Linked DNA regions of Gossypium hirsutum: regions 2 and 3 are each linked to region 1. A link is a contact called in public Hi-C data. All regions are on one chromosome and are shown on one strand. The core of a region is the stretch at or near the end of the contact, and the rest is flanking DNA. Distances in the headings are between cores, read along the strand shown. Region 1 holds the start of LOC107886108 (protein IMPAIRED IN BABA-INDUCED STERILITY 1). Region 2 holds the start of LOC107886114 (40S ribosomal protein S2-2). Region 3 holds the start of LOC107886112.

Region 1 (4,078 bases), core at 733-3,232:
TTAATGTCACGATGCATTATACCCCGTGAATGGCAGTGATCAAGTCCTGATAACAACTGCTTCATATAGCATTTAATCTACAAAACACAATCAATATTCATTGTCAAAGATACATTTTTCTGTTCTATTTAAGGCATTCAAGTATCTGCATGTCTTCTTTATTTTTCCGTGTCATCTGTATCGGATACTGACATCAAAGTCCAAGTAACATATGTTACATACACAAGCTATCCTCAAACATTTAAGACTAACCTTAATGACAGAGGCAAAGTGAACAAACCTGTGACTCGCTGAACTTGATGTCGGGACAAGATAAAAGCCCGGTAATATCATGTTCCATGTACTCGAATACGAGGAATATGCTACATGACATTCGGGAAGTAATTATCCCTTCCAATTTTATGACATTCGGATGGTCAAGCCTACGAAGGATCAGGATCTCTCTTGCCATGAATCGAACACTCTCGGGCTCAAAATTGTCAAACCGAACCTTCTTTAGAGCAACTATTTTCCCACTCTCAAGGTCTCGAGCCCGAAACACTGTGCTATATGTACCTTGCCCTATCTGTTAAACAAACAGATGAAAATGGTACAAAGATTATTACATCAAATATCAGGAAAGGTATGGCATACTCATCTCTAAATATGTAAAAACAGAAATCGGAACATAGTTTAAGAAAAATGAAGATTCCGAGCAACATAAATGACGATCAGAAACATTACTTGAACAACTAAGTAACTTAAAAAGGGTTAACATCCAAATATATGCATATAACATGCATGAATTAAACCAGAAATGTCTATGGGCAAAAAAAAAAAAAAAAACAACAAGAAATGTCTTTATCTACTTGCCATAAACTGAATAAAAAATTCCCTATTAGGGTATTACTAACAGTAAATAAAATCATAAATAATATTTCTATGGTACCCAAACAAATTAATATACAAAATCTAACCTTCTCAAGCTTCTCAAAAGAGTCGGCCTTGAGTGGAACCCAACCATGGATGGCTTCTCCGGCGACGGCACTAAGCCAAGCAGGCCAGCCGGCTGCCACGTGTTCACCTTCAACATACTTCTGTAAATTCCCCAACCGCAAACTCAGCGAGTCGGATCTCAAATTCGCCCGACCCGAGTCACCCAACTCGTTCCCACATGCTCCCGTAACACCGTCGAAATCACTCACACCACCGCTATTACTATTCTTTTTCTTCTTCTTACCGCTGCCGGCGGTGGTCTTCTTCTCCAGCTCCGAGAACCCGATCCGAGACCGACACGAATTACTACCAAAGCTAACTGTACCGGCATTGTCACGTAAAGCGCCGGAATGGTCTAACGCAGGCGTCACCGACACCGCCTGTTTCGAACTGACGCAACCCATTTTTTAAATTTCAATGGCCGTTGATCATGTGATCAAGAACCAAAGATCCCCCCCAAACTTTCTTTCTGGGTGTTTTCCTTTTTGGCGCCAACCCAGCACACACACACAAAAAAAAAAACAAAGAAACAAACAGTGGGGAAGAAAGGTGAGTTGTAAACTGAGTTTAGAGCGCTTTCAGTCCCTTCAGGATTCAGCTCTTTTTCATTCTTTTTCCCTCTTTCCTTCTTTTAAGAAGACACAAAAAAAAGAATGAAACCTGTTCATACGATAAACATCCATATATATATATGTATATGAAAATCTGTACAGAATATTGTACTTTTATGGGAAGCGACGATTGCGGAAGATAATTGAATGGAAAATCAACGGATTTTAAATGTGGCTGCCGAATACCCACCTTTGATGATGTTTTTTTTTTTTGAGAAATTAATGAATAAAAAAATTTAGAAAAAAAAAGGATTTGGAAAAGGGAATTTGTATTCTTTGTTATTGTTTCTGTGAATGAAAGAAAAAAAAGAACAAAACAGTTGTTTGTCAACTCTGTTAATGAAGTTTGTTTGGTTATCAGTCTGAATTTGACAATTCAAATGAAGCCAAAAAAAATTGTCTGGCATTTTACTGCAAGTGGATTCTTCTTTTCTTAATTTTGTGTACATAGAATATATTTATTTTGTTATTAAAAGAAGTAATTAACGAGTGTTATTAGACAGTATCTAATGTTTCAATTGATTAATTTAAAGTGTTGGGTTGTTGCTGGTTGAATTAGGTATTTGTCAATGAATTTTTTCAAAGTTTCAACTTTTGTTTTCACATTTACAAATTGCACCATTAAAAAAGGCATTTTTTGAAACAACCAATTTTGTTTTCATGCAATTCATAACTAGGGTTTTTCTTTTTTTCTTTTTTATTTTAAGTTTTGGTTTAAATATGTTTGTGGTCCCTGTTTTTTTTTTAAAATTTAAATTAAATTTTTGTATTTTAATTTTGAAACAATGAGTACTTGTACATTTTTATTTAAAAATATTGATGCTTTCTCTTAATTTTACAATTATAAAAGAGGTAGAATGCCTTCTTGATCCCTCAATGTTTAATAGAATTTTTTTATTTGGTCCTTACTTTTTAAAAATAATTATAAACATTATTTTTTATATTTTCAATAAAAATTCAAAAAAAAATTGAAAATTTATAACCTTTTAAAGAATTTCCAAAAAAAAATTCAAAAATTCAAAAAATTTAAAAGTTCATAAAACTATAAAAATATATAAAATGTCTTGAAAATAAAAAAAAATGTGCTAGTTATTTCTTGAATGATAATAAAGTTTCTTCAAAGTTTGAGTTGTTGGTTTAGAACATATTAAAATTGAAATTAAACAAGTATTTTTTTATTTAATTCAAAATTTATATTAAAATCTAATTTAATACTAATTGAACAAATAACTAAATCTTTGAGAGAGACTTTAACATCATTCAAGAAGTAAATAATATATATTCTTTGAAATTTTAAATGACTTTTAACAAATATTGTAATTTTTAAAACAATTTTAGGAGTTTTTGTTGAAATTTAAAAAAAAAATTATTTTAAAACTTTTAAATAACTTTCATGTACTTTTAAAAAGTACGGACAAAATTAAAAAAAATGTTAATATTGAGGATTAATAAAGTTACTCTACCTTTTCATAATTGCAATTTTAAATTCCAAAAGAGTTTAACAACCTTTACTATATTTAAACTTTTTTATTTTTATCGTCTATCTAGGGTTATTTTTGTTTTTATAAATATTAATTTTTAATGGGATGGAGTTAGGGTTTAGGTTTATGTGATTTTATAGGTTTGTTCTTCACTTTTATTAAATATTAATGTTTTTGAAGATATTAAATATTATTTTTTTATTTCTTTTAATTAAAGTAAATTAATTTCGAATTATTTAACCTAATTAAAACATTTTAACTATTTTTATTATTAAAATATTACAACAATAAAAATTCAAATCATAATTAAAGTATGAAAAATAATAGTAATTAAGTATAAACTTTTTATAACATTTTAGTTTTTTTAAATATTTTTATAATAATGGCATAAAAATTTATTTGGCTCTCCAACTTTATAAAAAAAAGTCATTTTAGCCTTCTATTTAATTTTTTTTCTCTTTTAACTCTTAAACTTGCATTGTTTGTCAAATCACCTAAAAATAGATGGAAAAAATTAATGTTTCTTAACTTTGCTAATGTGGCATCCACATGGCAGTTCACAACATGTCATATTAAAAATTAATTAATTTTTTAAAAATTAAAAAAATATTTTTATATTTTTAATAATTTTTTGAATTCTTAAATTTTTAAAAATTAATTAATTACTAATATAACATCTACATGACAATCCACATGTATTTTATATCAGTAAAGTTAATAAACGTTAACTTTTCTGTCCATTTTAAGTGATTTAAAAAATAGCACAAACTTAAGAACTAAAGAGGCAAAGATTTAAATGGAGGGATAAAATGATTTAAAAATATATAAATATAAAAAGCAACTATTTTTTATTGATAAGTTTTAGTTTTATATGATTGAAATATTAATAAAATTACACCACAAAATTGAATAATTTAAACTTTAATAAAAGTATAATTTAAATAATTTTAACTTTAACAAAAGTATCTCGTTAATAAATAAAAATAAAATATAAATAATAAATGGTATTTT
Region 2 (4,078 bases), core at 612-3,111, 240 kb after region 1:
TCAAATGAAGTTGGGAATATATATTAATTATGAGTCTCATTGTATTATCAAATGTTTTAAATGAATTGAAGATTCAATAATGACATGATTTGTGATTATTATTTGATTTGATAGTTTTCCCAACCTTAGGGAGAGAGAAATAATAGCTTGATAAATAGATTACTTGAAATGAATTATCATTATCTATATCCTCGTAGAAAGTGATTTGAGCCAAAAGTTCTAAAAGATAATTCATTTTATTACAAATTAACTACCATATGCATTTACTGATCAGATGAGAATAACAAGTGTTATATACAAGCTAAAGTTTTTATTTAAATTGGAGTCCTAGTAGGAAAATTTCTAAGAATAAAATGAAAGTAATACATACCTGAAGCATGGTATATCGATTGGTTCCAAAGAGAAAATTCTCATAAAAGAAAATAATAAATATAGATGGTCATATAGTGGACGTAGGTGTTCCTGAAGAGACTCAAAACATAACTAATTATTAAAACTCTATAAGAGATTCAGGTACCTGAAATTGAAGATAACAATAGTGAAAATAAAGAGATCTCGATACGTAATGTCAATATGAGAAAATATGGAACTGTAAGAATAGAAAGTTGTCAACAACAATTTTGCATGCAATATTATTATTGAAATAATGAAAGAAAATGAGGATCTTTAATAAATTTGCCAATAAATATAGACATGGAATAGATTGGCTAGAATGAAAAGAAGCAATTCAAGTAAAATTAAATCCATAAAGTTTTTTAGCTAATAGTCCAAATGTCTAAAGGTATAAAACCAGTGAGGTATGAATGCGTAGTTATGTGAAAACAAAATAAGAAAAACGAAAATTTTCGCTAAGTCCTAGCATTGAGTATGAAAGGTATAATATTTTTTTGTGGTGGATGCAATAACCTTTAAATATTTTATTATCCTAGCAATTTATGAAAGATTTAACATGTGTCTTATAATTGTTGTTACAATCTTTATACAAATCACTATATAGCGAAGTTTGAAATCCTTGAAGGATTTAGAATGTTAGAAGCATATAAAAATTCCCGAGAAATTGTTCAATATGTTTGTGTAAACATTTATATGCATTAAAATGATATGAACATATAGGGTAAATTTGACTTAGCGAATAATACTTGAAGAAAGATTATAAAGGGATTCAAATTACCTATATATATTTTTAATATCATGATCAAGTTTTGGTATTATTATTATTGGAATTCCTAAAGAAATCAAAATATATTTTCCTAAAATTCTTCCTCACTCATGACATTTAGAAGAATGATGATATAAACATTTATTAAGCACCACATCATTCAAGTGATCATTAAAATGTTAGTATTCAAGATTAAATACATAGATATGTATCTAATAAATGTTGTTTGATAAATATTCATATCATCATTGGGTTTGTCCCATTGAATTTTCTTGGTAAAGTTTTTAACGAGGCGGCATGTTATATATATTATAAATATTTTTTCTTTCACTAAATTTTTTTTTCTCACAGAGCTTTTATTTTAGTAAGGAAACATTGTAAACATTCCCATTAATGAATTCTTTTGTTATTTTCTCTCTTTATTTCATAACAAAACGAATAAAAAACTGAATTTTTATATTTTTATTGTCTATATTTTTTAATTAATGAAACTTAAACCTCTAAATATTTTAATTTTGTATGAAAGATGATACAATTAAACCAACTATATAAAATTGTTAATATGAATTGCTTTTATTTTTTATGTGTCATAAATAAGTTGGATGGGTTTTAATTGGTTTTGAAAAAAAGGTTATATTGAAAAAATTTCAGTGGTTTTTAAAAATTATCTCTTATATATTTGTTTCTAAAATTTATTTTCATAAACTTTTATAAATTTTTTTTTGAGACATTATACATTAAATGAAAAATAGAATCCAATTATTCACAAAAAAAAATCCAATTCTATTTCTTAAGCTCGACAAATACAATGGAAGCTCATAGCCCATAAACTTTTTGTTAGCCCAAAAAATCAAAACCCTAACTTGCTCACTCTCTGCATATAAAATCCTAACCCTAGCCGCTTCTATTACCTTCTTTCAGTCTCACCATTTGTCTCAAACCCTAACCAAAGGCAAAAGGAAAAAAAATGGCAGAAAGAGGCGGAGGTGAACGCGGCGCTTTCAGGCGTGGCTTTGGTGGTGGTAGAGGTGACCGTGGTCCAAGAGGCAGGCGCCGCGGCCGCAAGGACGAAGAGGAAAAATGGGTACCCGTCACGAAACTCGGCCGCTTAGTCAAAGCCGGCAAGATCACATCCCTTGAGCAAATCTACCTCCATTCTCTCCCTATCAAGGAGTACCAAATCATCGACCAACTCGTCGGCCCTTCACTGAAAGACGAGGTCATGAAGATCACTCCAGTTCAGAAACAAACTCGCGCCGGTCAGCGTACGCGCTTCAAGGCCTTCGTCGTCGTCGGTGACGGAAATGGACACGTTGGACTCGGTGTCAAATGTAGCAAAGAAGTTGCGACGGCTATAAGAGGGGCGATCATATTGGCTAAGTTGTCAGTGATACCGGTTAGAAGAGGTTACTGGGGAAATAAGATCGGAAAACCCCATACTGTTCCATGCAAGGTTACCGGGAAATGTGGGTCCGTCACCGTTAGGATGGTGCCGGCTCCTAGAGGTGCTGGTATTGTGGCTGCTAGGGTTCCCAAAAAGGTGCTTCAGTTTGCTGGAATTGAAGATGTCTTCACTTCTTCAAGGGGTTCAACCAAAACTCTTGGAAACTTTGTCAAGGTATCAACTTTTTCTCCCAAAATTTTTTATTTGATTTGATATTTTCGTAATTTAAGACTGTTTATGGGTTTATCTAGATCTGTTTGAATATGGGTTGCTTAATGTTTCAGTTTCTATTCATTAACTTTTGTTTTGTTGCCTACTGTTTCTTCTTTCATACGGTGAGATATTATAGTTTGCTTGGTTTATATGAAACATATATAGATCTATTTGAATAAGTATAACGTTAATTAATTGAATTCAAGTTTGTGATTTAGGTAAGGTGGTCGCTGATGCTTTCTATTTCCTAGCATGTTTTGGGATTTGTGTTGTCTATGGTGAATATGAATTTGTTTTTCTATGTGTACGTGTATGCATATATATTAAATAACCTTAAGATGTATAAACATGATAATAAACTCTTAAAGAATAGTCTGATTCCATATGTGTTTTGCTTGAACTTGAAGAATTAGAGTTTGAAGTGAACTACACTTAATATGCGATTCAGAGATGCGAATTTATTGACTATATCTCATTATTGGTGGTTGTTGCTCAAAACTTGCAGGCCACCTTTGAATGTCTTCTGAAAACATATGGTTTCTTGACACCGGATTTCTGGAGAGAGACTCGTTTCACAAGGTCTCCATTCCAGGAGTATACTGATCTGTTGGGAAAGCCATCGAAGACCCTTGTACTGGAAGATGTCGAGAGAGTTGATATCTGATTGAAGATCAACAGTGTCATTACTTATTAGTAAGTTGGATGTGTGTCTAGGTCCTTTCTATGTTGCAATCTTTACTTGTGTCTTTGCTTGTTTTGATTTTGTCATGAGATTAAATCAGTAATGGTTCAATTTTGTTGTGTTTTTTCATCTGGATTCTTTATAAAGATTGTGGATGAGTTGAGGACTTGTCTATTTATATGCTGCTTGCTTGTGAATTAATGTTTCATAATATGATAGCATGCTTCTTATCAAGTCTAAATTCGAAAGAATATGGATCATTTTTCAACCCAAAAGACTGGTTGGAACAGGCTTTATAAAATCTCTCTAGGCCCCATTTTTTAAAAAAATTCCACATGTTTCACCCTGTGATGAAAAAATATTGGATTGAAATCGAGCCGAGCAGAGTGAGAAGTTTGAGTAGAAGCTTTCTATGTCCAAGTTAACTTGTCATATTATGTCTTTTAGTGGTCAAATTTGATTCACATTGATTTTATAAATTTATTTTTTGGTGTAAAAACATGTTTTCAGAACTTTGAATATATTAGTTTTTAAAATATTTTTATAAAAAATAAATTAAAATAATGGAAGTCGAAGTGCG
Region 3 (4,078 bases), core at 405-2,904, 190 kb after region 1:
AAATCTAAAATGAAAGAAAATAAAAGATTCCTTAGCAACATTTTGGCGAGCACTACAGTGACAACGATGGAGAGAGTCATTTAATTTCTTAAACCAAATAAATATCAAAGTAAATACAACTTAACATTGATTCAATATTGCGGGTAATGGGTCACTAATTATAAAATGTAATATAATAAAAATTGAAAGGCTACATTCTCAAACAACCCAAGCTGGGCCTGATCCCATCATTCTCACAAATAGCACCATCAAGCTGATTAAACATTACCATCATGTAAGTGACAATGGAATCATTGTTTCGTAGAAATTCAGCTTTTGATCTTAAAGCGTAAGATTCAAGACCAAACAACAACATTAACTTGAGAAAATTGATTCAGAAAGAGAGCTAAGGATCCACCTTAACAAAATTTGGTCAGGCTGTGTATTTAGAGTTTGGAATATTGTCAAGGTCTTTAGAGGGAGGCCTGGAGCCATCAGTTGTTGCTCACGAAAATATAGAATAAAAGAGTGGGACTGAAGGCGTTGTTGTGTTGGAGTATGGCAGTCAAGGCCTTGGTAATCAGGAAAAATCAATACAAAATCATTTTGCTATTTGCCACTTATTTATCAAAACATCAAATTGCTTAACATAACAAACTATATTTTGGTGAAACAAATATGGTCGTCAGTTGGTTCAAATTTCTTCAACTCTAACCGAATCATGAGGCAATTCATAAGCATCTCTAGGCCTTGATTTCTTCACTCCCGAAGCCATGAACCATACTTTATCAGATTTACAACTCTCCGCGCTCACTCCCGTCACTTTAACCCACACCACCACCTTCGTTTTCATCCCTTCCATCCCGCTCAACTTCCCCTTCGATAATGTGCCTTTCACCCGCCTTCCGTATCTCACCGCCGATCCGTCCTTGAACCTCACTTCGCATGCCGCCGGCATATACACGCTCAGCTTTGATTTCGATTCGTCCATCTCGTAACACGTTATGTTTCTCGGAAAAAGTCCCCGTGGAAGGTTGTGTTCTCGGAGGACATCCGCCAAAGGCTTTACATGTTTACCTGTTAAACAAAATGAAGGTTAGAAATGAATGCTGCAGCCATTTTCAAACATTTTTGAATCGCAGAAACTTAAATTTGAAAATTATCATCTTAAACTTGGATCAATCATTAAACTGAAATCATTCATATATATATATATATATATAAAAGGAACAATTAAAGCCCCTTTACCTTTGAGCTTATTGAGTATCCATTTGGCCTTCTCTTCAACGGTGTTTGAGACGGCCTGGAAATCAAAGAAAATAAAATTGAAAAACTGGACATGCATGGATTTAGTAGATAAGAAGCAGCATTATGAAATTCTAGTTATAACAGCAATGAAAGAGGTAGTAATTTTAATAGGAGATTACAGAGAGTTCTCCAGTGATATTAGAGAGTTCTTCCTTGGCTTTCTTGGAAATCCAGAAGCCACCAACTTTGGTCAAAGCTTTTTCCATTTCTTTACTTTGCTTCTTCACACAGAAGATTCTGATGAAAAAAACCTCTGTTTTTGTTTTTGTTTTTCTTTCTCCAGCAGATAGGATAGGAAGGTATTCGGCTGAGCCCAGAGAGATGAAATGAAGAAGAAATGGCAAACTCAAGTAGGCCCTTTCCTTCATTTTTACTCAAATAATTTTTTTCTAAAATATTTAATTAAATGTTAAAAAGGAGTTAGTCGACTATATATTTTTTAAATCACAAATAGAATCAATATCATATAAAGAATAATGAGATTAAAAATTGAAATATATTCAAATTTAGACTAAAATAAATATGAACATAGCTCTCACCTATGGTAATTAAAGTAAATTTTTAGAGAAAATCCGATTATGATTTTCACACATGATAGAAAATTCAAATCTAAAATATTAAAATTTTCAATTTTCTAACTTTTTTATTTCAATCAAGACTACATTGACATTTGAATATAAATAGTGGGTTAAGAATTTATTTACATGAAAACCAAAGGTTCTGTTTTATTGGGAGCAAATTATTTGTTAAAATCATATATTTATTATTGATAGTAATAATTAATTTTCTCATTGTGTCGCTCAACGAGTAGAAGTAAATTATTTGAATATAAGAAAATAAGGGTTTATTTAATTGTAAATTTAGGATTTTTTATTATTTTAGTAAAAAAAATTTAATTTGGTGTAGTAGTAACCCATTATATGAAAGAGAATTTAAGTTTAAATGGTTAAAAAATATTGTTAAAAATTGAAAATTATAAAATAAAGAATACCAATCAAATATTAACAATTTAGTTCTAACTTCCCTAGCCTTTACTTAAAAAATATGTTTTTTTTATAAAATTAGGGAAATATGTGAAATTGAAATTCTTGATAATTATAGTAGTAGATAGGGAAGTTGGTTCATGCTTCAATCTTAATTAAAGCAACAATCAGGGCTAATTATTTTGTAAGACATGGTAGACAGGGACAGCTCACCCCATTAACTTGCAAATTTAAATGAATCTAAAAATAAGTTACAATAAACTATAAGTACCTATATTTTTCGTAAATTTGAATTTAAATTTTTTACTTTTATATTTAAAAATTTAATTTTTTTATTTTTTAAATTTAAAAATTTAGGTTCAATGATTAGCATTGTTAAAACTATTTGTTAAATTTAAGTTTATTATAATGTTAGTTTTTAGTTACATAATTATCAAGTGAATAGTTTTTAACTCAAAATGTCACGTAAAAATTTTAATTAAAAATAAAATTTTAACAGTGTTAATAATTATACTTAAATTTTAAAATTTAAAAAATAAAAAAATTAAATTTTCAAAAATAAAAATATAAAAATGAAATTCCAAAGAATCCATAAAAATAATATTAAAAATCCAAAAGACATGGACAGGTTGTGTCATAATTATAAATTACATCGGTAAAAAAAATAAAAATTTTAATTACCATAAGTTGTCTAATAAATAGTACACTTTTGAATAATTATAACTAAAATCTAAAAAAAATAGTTGAAAACTAAAATATATTCGGATGTAGATAGAATAAATTTGAACAAACTCTAAATTAAAACTAAAAATTTAATCACGCATATACATGTGGAAATTATGTATTTAAAGCATAAGTATTAGTTTCAAAATAATATACAATAAATAATGAAATGTATGATTTAAAACTAATTAATAATAAAACATGAAAAATGAAAAAAAAAAGATTAAAATGTGAGTAAAGATGAAATCTAAACATGTAAAATATATGATATTATGAATACTAAATGCATTATAATTGTTTATCATAGTATTGTCATTAATCTTGTGGCTAGTGTTAAGTTGACCTGTGACATCATTCAACATTATCAATATATAACTAGTTTCATGTTAGAGTACATAAAATTGAAATCATGAATATTTGAAAATTTTTTAAAGAAAAATAAAAACAAATACTTTTATATGATAAACATGAATTGGTAATTTACTTGTTTATGTCCTCAAAATTATTATGTTGAAATTTTTTCCTTTTTTTATATATATATTCTTAAATTTTAATTTTTTTAAAAATTATGATTTTTTTTATTCTTTTGTAAATATTTTGATTTTTAAAAAATTATTTTGTATTTTTTATTGAAAGAGATCAATTTAGTCTTTTTTTTTAAAAAAAAATTATAGAGACTAAACAGGTGTTTATACCAATATGTTATTTGAGTTATTTGAATTATAAAAATTCAACTCAACTAGAAAAACTGATTTACTTATTCGAGTTTACTCGAAAAACTGAATAACTCGATTCAATTAACTCAAAATTTGAAAAAAAATTTAATTTTTTTGAGTCGAATCAAGTTTTACTCACCCTTAGTAAAGTTAACGATTTATTGATCTAAATAGTACAAGTTCAAATTCCATCATATGTAAAATTTTTATTGACTTTTTCAAATAAATAAAAAAGATTAAAGTATCATCGAATAATATAACTTATTTTAATTACGAAAGAGCATTTTTGTAATTTCTCTAATTGATTTGTTGCCCTATTGATTCATGACACCAACCCAGGCAAGAGTTTAAATAATAACAAATATAGAT

Evidence for each region. Hi-C and Micro-C count contacts between places; a contact is called where the count stands out from the background.
Region 2: a Hi-C map of leaf shows a contact between it and region 1, with 7 times the contacts expected there. The contact joins the promoter of LOC107886114 here to the promoter of LOC107886108 in region 1. A contact is called at or near these places in 5 of 34 Hi-C or Micro-C datasets (callus, leaf and petal).
Region 3: a contact with region 1 is called in a Hi-C map of leaf, with 2.3 times the contacts expected there. The contact joins the promoter of LOC107886112 here to the promoter of LOC107886108 in region 1. A contact is called at or near these places in 7 of 34 Hi-C or Micro-C datasets (leaf and petal).

The regions. Positions count from the first base shown.
Region 1 is chrA03:18,890,053-18,894,130 of Gossypium_hirsutum_v2.1, forward strand. It overlaps LOC107886108 (protein IMPAIRED IN BABA-INDUCED STERILITY 1), which reads right to left and starts at 1,983. Exons shown (of 8, transcript XM_016809946.2): 1 at 957-1,983; 2 at 281-565; 3 at 1-77. The coding sequence starts at 1,379.
Region 2 is chrA03:19,132,756-19,136,833 of Gossypium_hirsutum_v2.1, forward strand. It overlaps LOC107886114 (40S ribosomal protein S2-2), which reads left to right and starts at 1,862. Exons shown (of 2, transcript XM_016809950.2): 1 at 1,862-2,777; 2 at 3,322-3,676. The coding sequence starts at 2,127. The coding sequence ends at 3,480.
Region 3 is chrA03:19,080,722-19,084,799 of Gossypium_hirsutum_v2.1, forward strand. LOC107886112 reads right to left here and starts at 1,655. Exons shown (of 3, transcript XM_016809948.2): 1 at 1,407-1,655; 2 at 1,228-1,282; 3 at 496-1,056. The coding sequence starts at 1,655. The coding sequence ends at 674. LOC107886113 (a long non-coding RNA gene) reads left to right here and starts at 942. Exons shown (of 3, transcript XR_001680641.2): 1 at 942-1,074; 2 at 1,571-1,637.